Linked DNA regions of Mus musculus: region 1 is linked to region 2. Evidence: chromatin contacts called from public promoter capture Hi-C data. All regions are on one chromosome and are shown on one strand. The core of a region is the stretch at or near the end of the contact, and the rest is flanking DNA. Distances in the headings are between cores, read along the strand shown. Region 1 overlaps Snx10 (sorting nexin 10). Region 2 holds the start of Nfe2l3 (nuclear factor, erythroid derived 2, like 3).

Region 1 (3,360 bases), core at 368-2,867, 150 kb before region 2:
GAGCAGATACTGGCACAGTGCTGTCAAAGTTCAGTGCTTAAAAGCACTGCAGGGAGCAAACCCTGGAAGCCGGGCACGGTGGTGCACACCTGTAATCCCAGTCTGGGCAGGCAATCAGGACCAGACTCCGGTACACAGGTTTGAGGCCAGTCTAGATGACATGACACTTTAAAAAGGCCAGCCACGGAGGAGTGATCAGTGGCCTGCATTTCCCTAGTGACATAAACACAGACACCTGCTGTCCCTGAACCTGCAATAGCCCAACAGCGCCCACCCACTACTCCCCTACCCCCAGCCCCAGGGCTAGCCTGGCCTATGGGATTCCCCCATCCTGCTCGGGCCACAAGGCCACACTGTGGCTCCCATAGAGCAGCTTCCAGAATAGAGGCTGCTCTGCAAACGTGAGCTCCATCTCAAGGGAGAGCCATTCGCCACTGGGCACCTTAGAGACGACAGTTAACAGAGTTCTCCCTAGGAGCGGGAGAGATGGCTCGAGGGTTAAGAGCACTGGCTGATCCCCCCAGAGGACCTGGGTTCAATTCCCAGCACCCACATGGCAGCTCACAACTGCCTATAACTCCAGTTTCAGGGGATCTGACACCCACACACAGCCATGCATGCAGGCAAAACATGAATGTCCATGAAATAAAAATAATTATATTTTTAAAATAATATATTATTAAAACATATAAATATATATTATTTATATATAAATATATAATAATAATAATATAAACCCAGTTGTCCCTAAGGGAGAAATGATGAAAGTCTGGACCAGCGCTTTGTTCTGTCACACCTGTGACATGACAAAGGACCCTGCTGTGATGTTTTCAGAGGCCTCAGCTCATCTAACAGCTCCTCTGGGCTTTTCACAGGGGTCACTCCAGTGTCAGTCCTCCCTGTCCGCAGTTCATCAGCTCCCAGCTTTCTGCGTGTCCTAGGGACCTCCTGGAAGGAAAGGCACCGTGCCAATCTAATAGAAACAGATATTAATATTCATGTGCACACTTAGTACCCAGGCCCTTTATAAGCGAGCCACGTGGGAAAAGCAGCGTGCTACTTCAGAGCAGCTCGGGGTCCTACTTAGTGAACTCAAAAGGAGGTAATTTCAGATCCCAAAGCCACCAGAAGAACGGACAGTTGGGGCCTTGCCTCTAACTTGTACTCGCCTGTCTCCTTGTCTACAAGATGGAAAAGCAAGCTCACAGCTGTTTCAGCCCTGAGTACTAAAATAATAATAACTGCCAACACTCAGAAATCAGGTTGTCAGACACTATGTAAGTGCTCTGCAGCTCTCAGCCCGCTTACCTGTCTCGGCCCTTATGGGGGAAGGGCCATCATTGTCCCTGTTTTATAGATGGGACAACATAGGCCCAGAGAAAGGAAAAGGCTTGCCTGACTCCCAGCTACTTAAGTGGCAGACCCAGGATTTGAACCCCAGCAGCCCAGCTTCAGCATCTGTGTGCAAATCCGTGAGTGTCAGGCCTCTAGGGAGGGGGTGAGACAACGGGAAGTTCTGGTGGCCTGGACTCCAGGCAGCTCCCGGGGAAGGGTGGAAGCGTGCCCCATCGCAGAAACCAGAGTCAACCTACTGAGACCACTCAGACGACACACGCACTTGACAAACGGCCCTCTGCAAGGACGAACTGAGCCATGCAGTCAGAGAAGGGTCGTCCAGGCTGTTCTAACTGCTGTATCTGAAGCTAGTTTTAAAGAAGTGTTTCCTGTAAACACAAGGCACGCTTATCTCCTGGGAGACTTTTGTCAGCCAGACTCCTGCGTAACTTGCCATCTGCTTTACCTTGGTTGCTGTTTGCCTGGGTTAGTTATTGTTTTGGGATATTTATTTGTTTTATTTGTTTGACAAGGAATGGCCTAGAACTTACTGCAACGCCTAGGCTGGCCTCAAACTCACAGAAATCCTCCTGCCTCAGATGTGTATGCTGGCGCTGTATCTACTGTGCTCTTAAGAGACCATGTGTTTATTCTGATTCAGACATGCATTATTTGCAAGCGCTGTTCACATCTGTACCATTCGATGCCAGCCACAAGATGGCGCTCTAACACAGGCTATAAATGTCGGTGGCCAGCAATCAGAGCTATCATCTCCCACACAGACCCGCTCTGTCCACATCCCTTGCCTGGTGCAGGCCCTTACTTACTTTCTGAGGAAATCTTCCAAGCCCTGGCGGCGTTGGTCGACATGCTGGCGATTGTTCATGTTGAAAAACAGGTTTTTAGACGGAAGTTCTGGTAATTGTCTGATAAGAAAGAGAAAAGTCGATCACCAATCACAGTGACTTAGCTACAGACATTGCTCAACATGAAGGCATGCGTGCTGTGCACGGTAATAATCATCACACAGCTATCACCTAATTATTGTCGTGTGATATTAATTTAAAGGAGAATCTGTCTTTAAACACTTCTGGGGGCCATTCGTGATTAATATCCATAAAGGCTGGTAAAGCTAAGAGATGGATATTAAATTCAGATGCAGAAGGCACAAAGGAAGCACGCCTGTGCCCTGTTCTTACCTCACGCATCTTAACGCTATCAACTTTCAGCAGAACTAGACTCATGGCTCCCGGTAATTTAAACTTTAAGTCACTTACACCAGCAACGCGTTGCTTTGGAGTCTTTGCCTCAGCCACACGAACTCTCTATACCTTCTTCGTACACAAGATGTTTTCATTGTAAAACACATGCTATTTGTCTGTATAGAAACAGAAAAAACATGAGCCTCACCTAAGGGGAAAAAGCACTTTCTTAATATATATATATTATATCTCATGATGTTACCCTCACTACTCTAAGTAGTGTGCAAGCCATGAGACATGTGTGCATTTATGTGTGCACTGCAAAATCTTTCATGTAGCTTATCAGTCTCAGTCCCAGAAGAAGCCATGACGACAGGAATGAGCAGTGTTAGCCCTGGGTGGGCATGGCCCTCCCCTGACCAGACTCCTGAAGGAGGGAGGCCTGTGCTCTCCTAACGACAAGCATTGTTTCCAAGGATGGATCACTAAGGAAAACTCCAGTGGGCATGTTTGCCCACCCTGTCATCTCAGACTCAGGCAGGAGGCAGGAGGACTGAGTTCAAATCCAGCCTGGATTACACAGTGAGATCCCATCGTGAGAAACACACACGAGCCCTAAAATGCACAATGCTCCAGCGCATCCACTGCATTTTTAACCCCACGTCCAGGCGTCCGTGGATCAGCACTGACTTCCTGCAGCTCTTCACAAAGCATCCCAGACATCTGCAAATGTCAGCCCTGGTTCTCCTCCAGGAAATGACATCAGCTCTGAGTGGGGCAAACAGGGTGGACATGAAAAGGACCAGAGAGCACCTGACAGGTA
Region 2 (3,521 bases), core at 954-3,453:
TCTGGTACCTTGCACAAGTTTTTAAACCCGTGTTTCAGTTCCCAGGCCATCAGAGCTGCCTCCAAAACCAGCCCACCAGTCTAGATAGGTATCAACCAGGCAATGGTAGGAAGGAAGCCTTCAGAGAGAAAATCTTCTATTCCCTTCAAAGGTCTGTACACTTAGCAAGCTGGATGACATTTGGCTGTGAGACTGGTGTGGCACCACCTCGTACAGAATCCACCCAGGGTTTCAAAGTCACACTTTGCAGGACCAGAAAAGGTGTGGAGGTAGCAGGTACTCTCCTAAAATGAGAGATGCCTCTCCTCGGGTGACACCCTTCCCTCTTGGGAGTTCAGATCCATAGACTGGAAGAGGGAGTGGCTTCCTGTTAGTTCTAAACCATCAGGGGCCTATCACCGCTAGCACTAACCCCCACCCTATTAGCTCCCTTCCCAGAGAGGAGGAAGGGATCAGAACAGCCTAACAATGAATCACTAGCACCTCTCGCAATGACCCCTCCAAGAAAGGGTGGAGGAGCCCGTCAGACAACTGCCTACACAAACGGTGATTTTGAACAGCCGCAAACAAACCAGTTTAGTTCCAATTCCCATTTTGCACAAGACTGCTTTTCACAAAAACAACCTCCTACAAACACTTGTGGATTGACATCAGTTAACCTCAAGCACTGGGCCTAAAAGGGAGCCAGTTCCCCCCCCCCCCCACCCGCACCCCCTGGGAGACAGGAGCGCTTTAGTTGCCAGGTCTTTCCTGAGGTTTTCGCCCACAGATCTTGCAGAACTGTTTAGAAACAAAAAGTTCAGCTGCAGGGGAGCACCGGCAACCAAAGGGAACTTACTACGTGTCATGTTTATGTCAATTATGGATTTCACACGTCCCATTAGGGAGTATTCTCAGGCAAGGGTGGGATGGTAGATCACAGAGAGACCACCTGCACTGAACACCGAGCCTACTTAGTCCAGGAGCACAACAACACATCCACAAACGTTTAAACTCAGGGCAAGGATCGTGTCTCGGCTTAGGTGCGTGGTTCTTCAGAGAGATGCACATCTTCTCAGGGGCTGAGGCCTCCTTCATATTCTCTACTCCGGTACAGGTTCCCCATCAAGGCATCTTAATGCATTCGGGGTACGATTAAAGGCCACGTCCAGACAGCACCATTCCCTCTAGCTTCCCCATTACCAAAATACCCTCCACAGCCATCAAACACAAGGAAGGGTGGTCTCTGCACGCAATGGATTTCATACACTTTCCCTAAAAGCAAATCCCCAGAACTCACCCTCTTCATTCAAAAGGAGGCGGGGCACATTTGTCCCGCAACCTGTAACTACCTAGAGTAGGGAGAAAAGAGAGCCCGGGTGTGACCCTGCCTAGTCATCGGGACCCTAGAGCTCGGGGCCAGTTCTTTCTGCCCTGGAGGGCGTAGACGTGCTTCTCGCTTGCGTTTTTTTAGGTTACCTGGCTCCCGCATCCGCCTGCATCTGGCACCTGCGCCGTCGGTTCGGCCGCCTTCTCCTCCTCTTCCTCAGCGGCCAGAGGGCTGCTATGAGCCGCTCGGGGGTCCCCGCCGCCCGCGGATGCTGACTGGCCGCCGTCTCCCACGGCCGACGAGGCGGCGGTGCCGAGCAGCCCGTGGGCCCCGTCTGCGTTCCCAGTCGCCACGCTGTGCACTAGCCACGCGTCCACGCGGGTGCGGGGAATGAAGGGGACCCCGAGCGCGCGCACTTCGTGCAGCAGCCGGCCTTTGGCAGGTAGCAGGGGGGTGCGTTCCCAGCCTTCCGAAGCCGAGAAGGGGTTAGAAGCCGAGGCGGGGCGGGTGGGGCAGAGTGGGAGCAGCTCTTCCCAAAGTGCGGCGGCCGGCGGCGGCAGGAAGAGGTCCAGGTCCACACGGAGCCCTACCAAGCTCAACAGAATCGTGAGTTGCAGGAGGCCGCCGCCCGCCCACCAAGGCTTCGGGAGCTTCATCTCCCACGGTGCGCCGGGGATGCCTGTGTCCACCCGGCTTGGCACTACAGCCGCCCCTGTGGCACCAGCCGAAAAGACAATGGACCAGGGCGTACAAGGGGCCGTTGCAGCCTCACCCCAGCCAGGCACAAAGGCGCTCCCTCGGCTGCCCACACAGTGCCTGGCGCGGCCGGGGACCCAGAGAGGCGGAGGAGACACCTGCAACACCCAGCTCTCAGAACCCGCCCCATTGCCTGGCAACGCCCACAGTTAAGTCCCGCCCCCTTCAAACTTCGCCCCGCCCCGAGCCGCAGGCACAGCCCCTGGGACACACTCATATCTGTTCTGGGCTCCAGGCCTCTTTATAGGAGGAGTTTCAAAGCATTTTGGAATGGAAGCAGATTTAAAGCTCCCAGATGCCCCTGGCAGCCCTGTGGTAGTGACCTGGACCACTCTAGCTGAAAAAACCTATGGGTGGGAGTGGAGGAAAGTTGGAGAAGTTGGGAGGAGACAAGGATGTTTAAACTAGGGAGAAAGTAGCCAGTTTTGAGCACTAAGCACAAGTGGTCACAGGTGGGCAACTACTGGCCAGCACGGAGGGTAAGAGGAGTAGACCCTAAATTCAGATTGCACCCCCATCACCAGACAGCGAGGGTTTCTTAATAATCAGTGTTTCTGTTTCCTTGTCGGCAAAACAAGGAGAATAGTACCCCAAATAGGGATTCAGGGAGATCAGATGAAATCTACGAAAGTCAGGAATCGATACAGATTCCAAGCCTCCTTTTCAGTGAAAGAATATTATATAGACACATGCACATATCTACACCTTTACAGAGTCTTCACTATTCCCTAGACATACTTTGCAAATTGTTAGTCTTCTCTCATGGCATTTTTGCTTCATACCTGAGGGCTGAGAATACCAGCTCTACAGGACTTGTGTGTGTTCAAATCCACCAGCCCCAACACTGCTTTCTAGGTTGAACTTAGGCAAAATTTCACTTTATGTGTCTTTCCGGAGATTCGGGCAAACCATCAAGCACAGGCAGGAAGTACTCTATTATCTGTGGGTTGTTGCCCCCTCATCTTCTAAGGGGTAGCCCCCTAAAGCTCCATCCTCTGAATATTCAGCATATGGGATTAATCTCTCTCCCATCTGTTCTCCCACAGAGCTTTCCCCAGCTGCCAGCATTGCAGCACTTGGCCTATTCTACTTTGTGGTTTACAGAGGCCGAGGGTTAGTATGACTTGACTCTTGTAAACTCTTGAGGGCCAGGAACCTGTTTGGCTCACCTTTGTACCTACACAGTACCCAACATGGGCTTTGCAAGTGGAGATTTTACCAAGCCCTCCTGGTTCCCCCTGGGGAACCTAGCCCCACTTAGGGTTTGTCAACTTAGAAAATTTGTAAGATGCTCTCCCTTCTTCCTCCTTTCCTCTCCCTCCCTCCCTCCTTCCCTCTCTCCTCCTTCCCTTCCTTCTCTCCCTTCCTCCCTTTCTCCTTTCTTCCTTCTCTCCTTTCCTCTCTCTCTCTTTCCCTCCCTCCCTCTCTTTCTTCCTGGAGGTCTCTCCCTCCCTTT

Evidence for each region. Promoter capture Hi-C pulls out the DNA fragments that hold promoters and counts their contacts.
Region 1: a contact with region 2 is called in a promoter capture Hi-C map of neural stem cells. The contact joins the enhancer-like site here to the promoter of Nfe2l3 in region 2. A contact is called at or near these places in 3 of 39 promoter capture datasets (embryonic stem cells and neural stem cells), 2 of 484 Hi-C or Micro-C datasets (the G1E-ER4 cell line and pro-B cells), 1 of 115 datasets of contacts at active chromatin or transcription factors (pancreatic cancer cells) and 2 of 9 other capture datasets (adipose tissue and liver).

What each region holds. Positions count from the first base shown.
Region 1 is chr6:51,579,203-51,582,562 of GRCm38.p6, reverse strand. It overlaps Snx10 (sorting nexin 10), which reads right to left. Exons shown (of 7, transcript NM_001127349.1): 4 at 2,613-2,713; 5 at 2,163-2,261. Among named protein-coding and RNA genes, the nearest start is that of Snx10, 57 kb to the right of the region's middle. Within about 2 kb of position 1,617, at least 23 of the 459 cell types and tissues checked have an H3K27ac peak or open chromatin away from gene starts, as enhancers often do. A contact at or near this core is called in neural stem cells, where this site is marked.
Region 2 is chr6:51,431,351-51,434,871 of GRCm38.p6, reverse strand. It overlaps Nfe2l3 (nuclear factor, erythroid derived 2, like 3), which reads right to left and starts at 2,203. Exons shown (of 4, transcript NM_010903.2): 1 at 1,459-2,203. The coding sequence starts at 1,965.